Regions from separate parts of the Danio rerio genome. Here region 2 is linked to region 1. The links are chromatin contacts, called in public Hi-C maps. All regions are on one chromosome and are shown on one strand. Each heading gives the region's core, a stretch centred on a gene start, on an enhancer-like site or on the middle of the called end of the contact. The rest is flanking DNA. Distances are from core to core; before and after follow the strand shown. Region 1 overlaps prr12b (proline rich 12b). Region 2 holds the start of trpm4a (transient receptor potential cation channel, subfamily M, member 4a).

The links. Hi-C and Micro-C count contacts between places; a contact is called where the count stands out from the background.
Region 2: a contact with region 1 is called in a Hi-C map of an unstated tissue, with 2.2 times the contacts expected there. The contact joins the promoter of trpm4a here to the enhancer-like site in region 1. A contact is called at or near these places in 2 of 18 Hi-C or Micro-C datasets (caudal fin and an unstated tissue).

What each region holds. Positions count from the first base shown.
Region 1 is chr3:31,266,921-31,274,378 of GRCz12tu, forward strand. It overlaps prr12b (proline rich 12b), which reads left to right. Exons shown (of 16, transcript XM_680992.9): 15 at 2,544-2,639; 16 at 2,731-3,947. The coding sequence ends at 2,868. si:ch211-195b15.7 reads right to left here. Exons shown (of 14, transcript XR_012401071.1): 13 at 5,739-6,009; 14 at 3,953-4,812. Among named protein-coding and RNA genes, the nearest start is that of si:ch211-195b15.7, 14 kb to the right of the region's middle. Within about 2 kb of position 4,746, at least 18 of the 62 cell types and tissues checked have an H3K27ac peak or open chromatin away from gene starts, as enhancers often do.
Region 2 is chr3:31,299,952-31,307,409 of GRCz12tu, forward strand. trpm4a (transient receptor potential cation channel, subfamily M, member 4a) reads left to right here and starts at 4,806. Exons shown (of 28, transcript NM_001288815.2): 1 at 4,806-4,974; 2 at 6,810-6,871. The coding sequence starts at 4,900. It overlaps scaf1 (SR-related CTD-associated factor 1), which reads left to right. Exons shown (of 12, transcript XM_073944590.1): 11 at 1,485-1,613; 12 at 1,702-2,782. The coding sequence ends at 1,860. LOC141381224 (a long non-coding RNA gene) reads right to left here. Exons shown (of 7, transcript XR_012401080.1): 7 at 7,146-7,458.

The DNA.
Region 1 (7,458 bases), core at 3,496-5,995:
TTCCTTTTCCAAACACAAACATTCAAAATGAAACACTCTCTCACACACACACTACTCAAATGTGGAAACACTCATTTCTTAACTGATTACTAACCTGTCACTGTAGTAAAGGCCTATAAATAGGCCAAAAGTGACCAAAGAGCATGAATAAAAGTGGTACTTGCATTAAACTAAAAGAAATTAGACCATCACTTACTGGTTCTTTAAAAACCTTTCACAACTTGTGGGGCCTCCTTTTAGCTTATCTGCTGGCTAACTCTCTTGATTCTTAAGCTGAGCAGTAATATATGATTACAGATTTATTATTCATTATTATTTCTTTTTATCTTTATTATTATTATTTATTTTATTCATTAATTTTTTTAACTTATTAATTATGTTTATTTTTTATTTTTTTCAGTGGGAAGCTATAGGCTGTTGAGAGTGGGAAGTGTTTATTTGGGGTTGTGTTAACAACAACATTAAAGGATAATTATAAAATGAATATTCTAACTGATATTTCATGTAGAAAACCTAATAAAAGACATTACATTTATTCCAGGGGAATTTTCATACTTTAAATTTATATTTATACACACACACACGCACACACATAATAAATGACAAATTTAAACAATGCCTGCAAAAAAATCCCTGCTAATAATAATTTTTGGGTTTATCCTATAATCATTATAAAGAAATGACTCGTGAATTCAAATATAATTTTATGTGAAAACAAAATAAAAGATTATGACTGTTTTAGAAACTAAGCATTTATCAGGTCTAAATACACATAGAATGTGATAACCAGGGTTAAAACTGGTTTTAAAACATTAAAATCAGAGTGAAATAACTCAACTTACAGAACTGGGCTGTTTTGGGTTAAAAAACAAAAGCTGGTTTGCCACTTATCCATAATTTGTAGTTTTGTACCTAATGCGTATTTACATTTTCTAAGTCCTAAATTCCTTTACAAAAGAACAGAGGAATTCTTCTCAGCCTGCCACTGGCAAGTTCAATATACCCAAAGTTCTTAAGCTTCTTCAGGCAATGGACTACCCCCCAAGACCACACACATGCAATTGTGTTCTTTACTGTAATATATATATATATATATAATTCCGCTTTACATATATATATATATATTTTTTATTTGTTTACATTTGTACATACAGCATGTTCATGGTTATGTTGTATGCTACTGTATACAACATTAATGTTTGGACTACTAAATTTTTTTTTGTTTCTTCATGTGATTGGTGTGTACAGTGTACCTATTACCTTCTCAGCAAATTATTTTCACTGTAGAACTTTGTATTAAAATATAGATTTAAGCCTACGAAACAGCAAAGAGCTTTAGATTTAGAACAACATGCTATATCCAAACATTTACTATTAACAAAGAAGTGTTTGCCATTTGATGCTAATTCTTCGTTCTGACATGTTTATGGTATTTTGTATGCAAATGTGAGGCAGTTTGTGTGTGCAGTTTAAGAGGTGTTTGTAGAGTTTTAACAAAAAAGTGACACGGTTTTGAAAATTTGTGTAGACCGGTGGAAAAAATTGTAATTAGACTCATTTCACTCTAAACCCTATAAGGGTTTATTTATTCTGTGAATTGCTTTAAAGAATGGTTTTACCCTCCTACAGTTATACATTCTGGGTGTATTTGGACCTGATGAATGCTTATTTCCTAAAAGTGTCATAATCTTTTATTTTGTTTTCACAAAAAAACGTGTGTGTGTGTGTGTGTGTGTGTGTGTGTGTGTATGTATGTGTGTTAGAATTACAACATTCATTTTATAATTGTCCTTTAATGTTGTTGTTAACACCACCCCAAATAAACACTTCCCACTCTCAACAGCCTATAGCTTCCCTTTAGGCTATAGCCCTATAAAAAATAAAATAAATAATAATGAAATATATATATATATATATATATATATATATATATATATATATATATATATATATATATATATATATATATATATATATATATATATATATATATATATTTATATATATATATATATATATATATATATATATATATAGCCAGCAAAGCTAAAAAGGAGCACCACAACTTGTCAAAGGTCTTTAAAGAACCAGTAAGGGATGGTATAATTTCTTCTAGTTTTTCTGCACGTAAACACTACTTTTATACATGCTGTTTTATCTTTAGAACTCTTGACTGCTTAAACACTGTGCAAATTTATGAAACTTAAATATTTATTTCAAACAAAACATCAGTATTAAATTAAATATAATAAATATTACCATAAATCTTTTATAAATTATATAATAAAAGGACATTTTTGGTGAAAAGATTGTTGTAATGCAGTGGTTTGTCAATGTTTTTTCAATACATTTGAACTTTTTGCACAACCAGATGTCATCTTTTCCACAGATAAAAATAAGTCAGTCACGCTTGGAACAATAAAGCAAACCCTGTAGTGTCCAAATTGTTTTTGGGGTCATTGCACTTCATATGCATGCCTATCTTGAGGTCTCAGAGCTTTCTTTCTTTGCTCGTAACCCAATCTCTATTATGTTCCTGTCAGGACCTGAAGCTGTCGACAGAGACATGTCGAAAATACAGTCTCTATCACTCGCTTCATCACTACAAATATCACACCTTTCTGCACTGTAAAAAGGAGGTATGCGAGAATAAGAGCTTTTCTTAAGAAATGCGTCACTGTGTCCCTGATAAAAACCCTGTCCTCTCTCTCTCTCATTCTCTATGCTCAGACGGACAGCATTGAACAGGCAGCAGAGGAGGATCCAGGTCAGGAGGAGGTGGTTCAGCAGTGCATGGCCAACCAGGGCTGGCTGGAGACTCTGTTCAATTCCTTTATTGAACTGCTGACGCTTAGCACCAAGGCTTAAGATTCAGCTGTCCACGATCCAAACACGTCCTGTTTGGAGAGAGGAGAAACTGCGTCCTCTCAGATGAAGCCGCTGCACCTCCAGGTTGCAGGAAAATGAGATTTTCCTTTGCAGAATGTGAAAGAGCCAGTGGCGGTTTAAGCTGTTGCATTTTAACATGAAATGTTTTTTGTAAAGCCTTCATTCCTCTCTCTTTCATTATGTGTCAGCTCCCTGCGACTGGAGCCACAGGGAGACGGTATGAAAACAACAACAACGACGACGACAACAAAAAAAAAAGCAAATGTGTAAAGACAGTTGTCTGCACAGAGACAAATAACGATAGTGCCAAAGGGAACAGGGTTGAAAACCTCACTGGTCAGCAGTGGTTTGGCAGAGGTGAGCTTTGAATGCTATGTTCCACGCACACTCTTCTATATAAATATGTATTATGAACAATTATGATTTGTATTATTTATACATGGACATTTATACATGGTTACCTCCCAGAGCTGGGACAGTTTGCTGTTATTATTTTGAATAATAATGCTCATGTTTTATGAGGGTGTACATGAAATGAGCCACCCATAGACCCCCAAACGTCCTGTCCCCTCAACTGAAGGACAAGGCGGGCAGGATGTGGACTAAAGAAGCGGGGTCAAAGCAGTGTGTAGTTCCTTTTTTGTCAACAACAACATCAACAACGAAAAAAAAGAAAATAGAGCAAAAGAAAAAAAACTGTATTTAAAATGAAACGTGTTCTTTCTGTTTGTTCTTTAAAAGAAAATGCGGAAAAAGAGGTGTACGTGTTCGTTTTCTCAAAGAAAACACGACTGTGCAGAGGGATGTAATCGATTTTAAAGTGTGCAAAATGTCTGTGTTTACTGTTTGTTTTTTTATCTGTTGGTTGTTTACGATGATAATTATTATTATTATTAATATTATTTTGGAGGTTTGCTTATTTCTCTCTTCTGTAAATATTGTACAGTTGCTTCAGTCTCTCTCTACCCGTCCCTCATCTGTACATGAATCCTCCTGTATTTGACAAACGCAAATAAAAGAAAAGAAAATGACTTTATGAAAATCATGCATTTTCACAAGAGACTGCCTTGGATCTTTCTTTATTGTTTATTTGTTCTTAGTGTACAAGCTGCTATTTTGCATTTAAGATGTGTATGAATGGAGAGAATGCACTGGAAATCAAGCAGTACAGCCAAGCAACCTGCTCTGAACACTGTAATCATGTTCAAAAGTTCCCAGTGCTGACTAATCACTCTGCAAATGAAAGCGTTTCTCTGAGGAGTTGAATAATGACATTATTTTCATGATTTTTCATGATTCTCGGTGTAGGGTGCCAGCATTCAAGAGTGTCAGACCAGCCTCAGCAGTTCTTCAAGGTAAACATTCCACTCCTGCTGGAGCGCCAGGGAAAAAAAAAGAAGCCGTAGAACTGCATTTCCTGTTGTTACCATGGTAACATTACCATGGCAACAGCAGCAGCATTTTCCAGGAGTGTTTGTCTGTCTTTGGTGTGATGCCCATTTCGCTCTTTGTCTCTTTCTTTCTCCTTTGCTTTTGAGTAGCTTCCTAATTGACTGTTTCTAGCTTATGAGTAATAACAAATAAATCACATTCTCTGCTATAATATAAATTACTTTTATCCTTATTTTAATCGCATCATAGAGAGCTTCATTTTTTCACATTACATATTCTGAACATTTTCATAAGATATAGTTTGCTCCACTATCATGTTTTGTCACTATATTTGTTATGAGTATAAAATATCTTGCCTCTTATTAATCATCATCTTGACATCCACTCCTTCCTTACTGCTCTGTCTCACTACAATCATCATCTTCCTCATCTTCCTCCTCCTCCTCCTGCACAGCGCTGTGTCTCGTCTGGCCACACAGCGGCGCTAGTTTGCCGTCAGTGGTCACTCCCATCGGCTGAATGATCTTGCCCCTGAGCGGATGTGGTGAGCAAAAACAGTTCATTTATTAACATGTTTATTAGGAAATGGGTAAGTAGTGCACTAAACAGTGGTGAAAAGCGGCTGTTTTTATTTTACTGGAGTACTTGGACACATTTTTAAAGTATCTCTACAAGACTTTCATATTTTTTGGAAACGTACTCAGAGGCGGATTTGGGGGCCCTAGCAGTAAAACTCAAAACACTCTCTTTCTCTATAGATATTTATTTTCTCTGTATATGTGTTTTTATGTAAGTAAACTGCATGTTAAAATATATTTTACGTGGAAGCTTTATCTTGTTAATGTAAAATTAAATACAATAAATTCACAAATATAAAACACAAGTTCACAAACTAATTATAAGTACAGTTAAATAACCATTTTTGTGATTAGACTTTAATATCTGCGTGTGCAGTACGGAAAGAACGTTCCACTATTCATGGTGGGGGTCCTCAGTTTTGAAAAGAACTATAAGTATTAAAATCTTAATGATTATAGACAGATTTTACAACATATGATTAAAAAAAATGTATAAAAGACCTTTAGGAATAATATAGGCTTCATGGCATTGGTTGGGGCCCTAAGTGGCTGCTTACCTCGCTTATAGGTTAAGTCCACCCCTGCTTATACTCAATAATTTCCATAACAAAATTTTGTTATTAACTCCCTGAATTTAGTGAAGTAAAACGTTTTTAACAGGAGAAATGTTTGGAGACATGAAGAGTTGCAGGCCCGTAGCCAGGAATTATTGCATTTTGTCTCAAGCCAAATTGAAAAAGAAACTTTTTTTTTTTTTTTACTTGAGTAACATTTTATCAGGCTAGCTATACTTTTAATCAAGTGTGTTTGTCTGCCCCTGCCACTACATTTGTGAAGGATCCCTCTCTCAAACACACACACACACACAAACATACATACCGTGACAGCCTGTTGAACATATTTATGAGTCTGAGCGCCTCTGCCTCTTTCTCTTCTTCAGTCATCCCTTCCATTGGATCAGGCTGTTCCTCCTCCACCCGTCCCGTTACAGGGTTAATCCTGTCCCGGGCCTGTCTGTACTCCTCCGTGTCTGAGTCAGAGTCACTGGAGTACTGTGGTTGAGGAGAAGAGCCACGGCCGTTCAAAAGACCCCGTGCTGCCAACAGTCCAGCTGCATTACCGTAACCAGTGTACTTCACAAACCTGCTCACTGGGAGAGGACGAGATCAAGAATTTCAAACAGACAGCAGTGTTTTAGATGTCACAGTAAGGTGTTTCTCACATAAAGGTCTTTTCTGTTCCAAAAAAGAAGGACATTTTGCAGAATGGAGTGGAGAAAAGATAAAACTCTATCGCTTGGAGATACAATAAATACATTAACACAGCAGTTTCAAGTGCCTATATAATTGGGCCATTTAACAAACCCTTCAATTAGCCAATGCCAAAAAAGGCTAAAAATAGCTAGTTTATTCAGAAAATAATAAATGCTGATTTGTACAAAATACTGAATAATTTATAAACAAAATGACAATGTTTAGATTCACAGTAATAATCCTTTAAATCCACACACACACTCATACACTATGGACAATTTAGGCGACCCAATACACCTGTACCACATGTCTTTGGACTGTGGGGGAAACCGGAGCACCCGGAGGAAACCCACGCGAACGCAGGGAGAACATGCAAACTCCACACAGAAACACCAAACGACCCAGCTGAGGCTCAAACCAGTGACCTTCTTGCTGTAAGGCGACAGCACTAGCTACTGCGCCACTGCGTCACCCCATATAAGCAATTCATAACAACAAAATCTACATAAGATTTGCGTGACTAAAAGAGTTTTAAAACATAACGTTACTTGTCTAAAATAAATACTTCAGCTATGGTGTCGTTCTTTCTCCAAAAGTAACTCCAATATTGATTCAGGATTTTAAAGTTTTGATTCAGCATTTGTTTTTACTCATCACTCTCTCTCTCTTGTGTGCATATTGGACTTTGAAGAGACTTTCAACCAGCACAACAAAAATGTTTCTGAGGACAATCACCTACTGCACCTTTAAGGAAGGATGTATTTTTGTGGGCCAAAATGTGAGACATAGTTAGCACTTCTGGCTTAATTTTTTTAAATACATTTTTGGTTAATTTTGTCATCGAACCATGAGGAAACACTGATTCTGATCTGCTGTCGAGGGAGAACATGCAAACTCCACACAGAAATGCCAACTGACCCAGCCGAGGTTCAAAACCAGCAGCCTTCTTGCTGTGAGGCAACAGCACTACCTACTGCGTCACCGCATCGCCGTCACAGTGTTTATTTACTCCAATAATTTAAATGCTATTTTGAGTTAATAATTTTTGTAAGAAAGCGATTGTGAACTCAAGACTGTAAAAATAAACTACACTCTACATACTATAACTTTGAAACCAATGGTTGAGTTAAAATATTTGGTATTTGGTGGCTTATTTTTTAACCTTTATTGGGTTATTTATTTAATAACTCAACCAGTTGGGTTAAAAAAGTTTGAATTTCAACAGTCAACTGATTTAACTGACACAGAACAGCTGTATTAATATGCTTACATAATGTTGTTTTTGCGTTATAAAGTTTATTTAAGCTCTAACACAATAATGTTTTGCTTTTTGATGAAATTACCTC
Region 2 (7,458 bases), core at 3,556-6,055, 33 kb after region 1:
CGAGTTTTGTGCTGTGAAATACAGTGCTGTGTGCAGTGAACTAACATTCAGTCAGGCGAAGTAAAGGTCTTAGGCTACTGCCTAGGATATCAATCGAATTAATCAAGCTCTAGCCACGAATAAAACAATAAGTTATTTTATTATTTGTAAGATTTTAGATGACGAGTAATATTATACATGGTTAATTGTATTCAAGTCAATGAAATTATAATTTTAATGAATAAAATATCCTCGTAAGAATGTGATGAGTTATTCACTTCTCTGCCAGAGACTGCTCTATGGTTTTAAAACCCTTTCCAAACTATATCGTTTAGACCTGGATAATTTTTTTATATTAAATGTAGTGTAGTTTATTAAGGATGTCAGAGCCGCAATGTCGATAAGAAATACAAGTTTTAATTGTTATTTTTTGAATCAGAAAAAGTCTACATTAAAAAAAACATTTTTTTTTCATAAATGAGTAATAAAAAATATTATTTTTTTATATTGTCTCCACATTGCCTTCAAAATTTTAAGCTGTGTGAGTTTCTAGTATTCATTCATTCAGTCAAAACAGCAACCACACACCTCTCCATTTTCAAAAGTCTTCGTTGTTGTCTTGACAACACAAACACTGCAGGCACCTCAACAGAAACCCGCCTCTGCTTTTATTTGATTGGAGAATGAAAAAGATGCGACTGACATAATGCGATTTTTGTCTCAGAGTTTACTTTTTCAACTGGGAGCACATGGTGCGCAAGGCCAAAAGTTACTATTAAGAACTACTATTAAACTATTAAGAACCCGCTCTGTGGCACAACAGAAATATGATCCGTGTCCTGAGTCATAGCTGGGTGTTACGGACAGCGGCCGACTTGCACCGCCAGTGTGTGTACCCTGATAGAAATGTTTAGATTTATAAAAATGCATGGTGCGGTGCATATGTGTACGACCCCTTTTGAAATATAGTTTATATATGCATTAAGAAGACAAATATGCAAGACCCTTAAATCATATTTCCAAGACCAATAAATTGAAAGTAATTAATAAATTAAAATACCACAGGAATTCAGTGCTAGTTTGTGTGTCTTTGTCGTCTTTGAAAATGCTGGGGAACTGACTATGATCGTTAAATTAGATTTAATTATAAATTTGAATATATTGATTAAACAACAATCTCTATTATGTTCAGATGAAATGGTAGCACACTAAGGACACCTGCTGGTTATAAGGAATCATACAGAATTAAAAGCATTATCTAAAAATTAACATTATGGTTTGTCTGTGTCGACACAAACATATTTATCGCTATCATGCCTGGTGTGACCAAGCCCATAAACTCTGGTAAAGCTGCAAAAGTTTCTGTTTCTTGCACCTGAATGCTTTAAACTGTGCTTTCTCTCTATTATGTTTACACTGAGCCATTAATCCAAAAATCTCAATGTTTCCAAACTGGTGTTTGGTCAACAATAGCCCCAATTTCATTCAAGGTTTCTTTTTCATAGTATCTGAAAAAGCTGCACACCCAGGAGAGGGCAGTAGAGGAAGTCAAATTGGCAATCAAGCCATATTACCAGCGCAAGGACATCAACAAAGATGACTACAAGGATATTTTAAGGAAAGCTGTGCACAAGGTAAATGTCATTTCAAGACAGCCCTGTTTTCCACTGTTCAACATAACATGCAGAAAGTGTATAGCAGAGTCTGTTTTTTTCCGCACAGATTTGTCACAGCCGAACAGGCGAAATCAATCCAGTGAAAGTGAGTAACCTGGTCAAGCTTTACGTCCAGAGGTACAAATATTTCAGAAAGCACGGCCGCAAGATGGACGACGAAGAGAGAGAAGACAGAGAGTCTGCTTCCATGCATTCCTCATCATGATTGGACAAGAACTGGTTATATTGTTCCATCTGGTCGAACAAGTTTGCTAAATCTCCTCCCCTGCACGTGTTTGGGCCCACCGTGGCTATTGAGTGACCGTCGTTTGTTATATTGCTCTGTTCCCCCTATGTGTTGACATCATGTAAACTTGAGTACTCCACCCTCCTTCCCGTCTCTCTTTCTTGTCTTGCTATAAATAACTATGAGTATAGAATTGTGGTATGGCTTTAAAGTGTACTGAAAATGGTCAAAATAGGGAGAGATCAAGATAACACGTTATTTCTTATGATATTCAATCTGTACATACTTTAAGTACACTACATGGGTGTTCATTCTTCGTCTCTCCCTTTCTGAGATTGGTGCACATTTTAAGTAGACAACTAGGTTACTCAGTTATTACTATTGGGGTTTCGAGTATGAAAAAGTGAATGAAAGAATTGAAAACTGAATGTTAACGTTACCCTTTATTTTGTATTATTGGCCTGATATTCTCACTGTCTCAGAGCATTTGTTTGTAAAGGTGTGCTGCTTAGACACGTGACACCCTTTCAAGTTTAGCGATAGCTCTGGAATGGAAGTTATCTACCAATGGTTCCATCTCAAGACAGTTAATCTGTATGTAAAGGGAACTGATTGATGTTTGACGACGCTGGATCTATTCTATTTTTTTGATTTTTGGTTAATTATATTGAAATTTAAAATTAATCTGACAAAAATCTATCATTTAGTTACAGAACTTGTTTTCTCCAAAAAGAGTTTCGTATAATATAATTGAGTTGGCCGAAGACAGTCGTTGGAAGAGGTACTACAGTGTGTATATGAATGGTTGATAAATGCATGTGTTTTTGATTTTATTTGTACTGAAGAAAACTGTAGTGATTTTAAAGGTTATGAGAGATAAATTTGTGCCCTAACTTCCAAATGAAGACGTCTGGTTGTTTTCTTCACAAAACCGACAATTTTAAAACTCTCCAAGCAGAACTTTGATAATGAGTGGAGCTTGTTCATTTCCAGCCATTTTAGTTAAACAAACGTGTTGTTCAAGTGCGATCAGAGAGCTTGCCCTATTTATTGATCTGAGACATTTCCCTAGATATAATACATATCTAAAGTTTAATTCCTTCTAGTTTAGTCTGACAATGACAGTCAGTTGTTTGTAATTTGTGAAACTTGAGGGTAAAAGCTTTTGATATTTGCTGGAGGTCAAAACAAAAAAGAAAAGCACAGAAATGATTTACCACAATTGTCAATGTTCACTTAACCCTAATGAAGATTTTCTCTATTGATCCCCCTGCTTTAGGTGGACTGTAGGTAATGCTTTACTTTCTGTACCTTTTTGTAGCGCCCTTTTTCACAGGACAACATGTGTAATATTTTCAACATTAAGTATATTTTTAACTGCATAAAAATATTGAAGTTGGTTTAAGCGAAATTCAAGCACATGTTAAATCAGTCTTTTACAATGATCTGTTCTATAGTGTGCACTATTTATTTAAACATTTAATCTTGCAATATATATAAGAATATACACTCTCAGAAATAAAGAAATGCGATTTGTCACTGGGATGGTACATTTTCAAAAGGTACAATTGTGTACCTAAAAGGTCAATATTAATACCTTCAGGGTACATATTGGTACCTAAAAACTACAAAAGTGTTTGTCTATTTTTTAGAAACTAATATATACGTTTGAGGTACAAATTTGAACCCTTTAGGCACAAATGTCTACCTTTTAAAAGGTACCGCCCCAGTGACAGCTTGCACACCCTTATTTCTGAGAGTGAATGATAAACAAACAATTCTTTATAGTTTCATTCCTCTATATTTTGATCAATAACTCTTTTACCATAGCAAAAATAGATATCTATAGTATTATTAGTTTTATTACATTGTCAAGTATTAAAATAGCCATTCTCTTGTGCAAATCAACTAATTCATACTTTTTTGATGGTTTGCCTAAACAGTGAAAAGAATGTGGACCTAAAATTTCATCATTTCAAGATGACCTGACCTGGAGCCAGTTTTACGCAGACTTGTACAGCAGGTACTACACACATTTTTGAGCTTGTCAGCTAAATAGTCTGAGACCTGGAACAGTGACCTCATCAGTTCAATTGTAATGAAGCAGGTCCTGCATCAGAATTTTACAAGCTCTACCTTGATTCGTTTGATACGACCTGAATATAATTAAATGGACTGATGTGAGAGCAACAATTTAAGCTTCTTGTAAAAAGAAAACATTAATATTAGTGTTGTATTTGAGTATTTAAAATTGATCATGTGTACCACTGATTGTACGACTGTTTTAAAACTAAATTTTAGCTTTAATCTTGAAAAAGTTTCTATCTTGTATATTTGTTGTATAAAAACAAACTTTAAAGATTTCAATTTTCATCCAGTCCTTTGTAATTTTTCCTAGAATTATTAAGAAGAAAACAATAATGCGTATTTGTCAAGTGAACTATCCGATTATGACTTCCTGATGCTGAAATTGTCAAAGCAGGCGTCTTTTTGAAGTGATGCAGTTATGCTGGAGGTACATGAAATATTAAGAGTTTTGTTTCAGATCCAGTAATATCTCTATATATATTTAACGAAATAATAGTGTATTAAGCAGAATATGTGATCATAAATTGATCACAAGTAGCCGTTTATCTGTCAGTCATTTACCGCAATCGATAACACAATCTTTGGTTACTAATCACCACAGTTTGCCTGCGAATGATATGCGGATTAAAACAATGTGGAACGTCTTATCTTTTTCCCTTCACGACTTATCAAGAGCGTATATTTGTTTTGCCTTCCCTCGACGCCCACTGTGTGGTAATCCAACAGAACACAATCCGACCATTACAAAGACGTGCAGGAACGCGTCCAGGGGAGCGCGCGTGGTGTGGGCGGGGTTTACACAATGACGACTGTAAGAAAAAAAAAAGTGGGAATCCGGTTCACAGCCAGGTTGAGCATAGGTGGAACTGGACTACTGATGGAGCTCTTATGAAGAACAATTAACAATCATCTAAAGTAGAAGACGGCAAGATGATCAAAATGAAGAGAGTCGAGAAAGAGAGTGAAGGCTGTGGGGGAGGAGAGAGAAAAGCCCAAAAGGATCAGGTGTGTAATTGTAAATTCTGGTATGTGGAAGTCTGGTATGTGTGAATAATCCGCTAAATCCTTCTCAATAAGTAAAGTAAAATGTTAAAGTGGATATTTTTAAGGTATTTCGGTTTTATTAAATAGCACACTATTAAAAGTCAGGAAATGTTTGAAAAGACAATTTTCATGACTGCAACAAGTGTAGTTATGTAAAACACGCCATGAAACAAGTGACTGACAAAACTACTGAACAGACTGGTAAATGCATCAAATTAAATAGTCAAAACTGTTTTATATTTAAAAAAGCTGGAGCTGAAGTTTGTCCTAAGCAAACTGGTAAGCTCCATATGCAAGAGGCATAAAATGCTTATTTTTTATAATCTAATTTTAGTTTGACTAACACCAGTTTTCTTTTTCTCATTTTGGCAAATTGTCTTTCAGTGTAATAAATATATTTATGTAAACTATAATAGAATACATATCCTTATTAAAATAAATAAATGATAGATGATAAAACTGACTTAAATGTATATGATATTCACTTCTAAAAATGTCTTGCTGATAAATGAGCCAATCCTTGTAGTTTGAAGGATAGCTGCAAATTATAAAGTAACATGGACCCGTAAGAAGTTGTGTTTATCGCATTTATCTGTCTTGGCAAACATAACCGTCACAACCAGCATTTTGTACCAAAATATATGAATGACATTTGAGTAAGATTTGAATTTATACAAATTAGCCACCCACGTAAAATGTTTTAAAACTGCAATGCTGGTTATGCTGAATTATCAGCAATTTTAAGGTATATCATAGCTTATACAGATGAAGTAAGGATTATTAGCCCACTTGAATTATTAGTCCCCCTCAATTATTAGCCACTCTGTTAATTTTTGTCCCCAATTTCTGTTTAGCGAAAATCATATTTTCAACAGATTTCTAAACATAATAGTTTTAATGACTCAATTCTAATAACTGATTTATTTTATCTTTGTTATGATGACATTAAATAATATGTGACTAGATATTTTTCAAGACACTTCTGTAAAGCTTAAAGTGACATTTAAAGGCTTAACTAGGTTAATTAGCTTAACTAGGCAGGTTAGGGTAATTAGGCAAGTCATAGTATAATGATGTTTTGTTCTGTAGAAAATTGGGATACAATATTGCAATAAGGGGCTGCTTAAAAGCTGCTTTTATTGTAGTATAAAGACTTTCTCAGGAAGAAAAAATATTGACAGACATACTGTGAAAATTTCCTTTCTCTGATAAACAATGTTTGGCAAATATTTAAAAAAGAAAAAAAATTAAAGGGGGGCTAATAATTCTGACTTCAACTGTATGTTGAATAAATATGAAATGTGTCTGTAGTTGTAGGAAAAATCAGAAAGTAAGTCTATTTGTGTACAGTGCTCATAAATGATCACTTGTGTGTTTCATCCTTTATCTCATCTATTTTTTGTAATAACATATAATTATAACATATAATTATTATAATTTTATAATAATAGTTATTTTCATGTTTTTATCAATGTTTCTAAATACATCAATTTGCTAGAACATTATGTACTTTCATGCAGACAAAAGCCTTAAATTTTATTATCCATTTAAAATTGCAGTAGTTCGGTTGTGTGATTAAGGTTTTGTTGTTCCATGTTTTTAGCTAAATTAAATTTTGAGGCAACTAAAATAGGCAAATGAATAAAATGTGTTTCCGTGATTAGGATTACATTTCCTTGTAAGCTCTTTTGCTATTCAACAAAATAGTTTGCTCTTCTCGGCTGCTGACTTTGAAAAGAAACCGGACCTGCATGCGAAAATGACTCATACTTTACTGTGTAATGTCTGCATTGTAGAGTTGGATCCCAAAGATGATTAAAAAGAGAGTGTGCACCACCTTTGTGGAGGATTCATGCAGGTACAGCAGTTTTTTTTTCATTTCTCATGCATTTAGATTTACTATGCAGGAAACTATTCAGTCCTTTCTGTCATTTAAAACAGTCATTCAGCCTCTTGTAATATGAGCTGAGCCGTTAAATCTCGGATTTGGCAATGTAGGGTGGGTCAACAAACATGTCATTTTGTCTTGAATACAGGTGAACTCCTAACCATTTGTCAACTCATTATAATCCGTGTCCTTTTCCTCTCTTTATTTCAAGCTATTGTTAAATGTAATGGGCTTGATTCATAATGGGATTTGGGCAGGTACAGTTTTAATCTAATTTATTTATTCAATCAATGATGTGTACATTACGTGACATTCTTGAGTTTGATTTAGGTTACTACCATTTTGATGTATTGCATTAAAATGAACAGGTCACATATTACAGTGTCAGTGATACACACATATAAACAAGATTGAATTCATGCCCTGAATGGCAACCATAGAGGTATCCATAATCCTGGACCAGGCCATATCCTGCATGAGCATGAGACCATTTCCTGAAAGACGCCGTGACAGATTACTCTTCAAATTGATCCTGTGGGCCGGCCTGAACACCCACC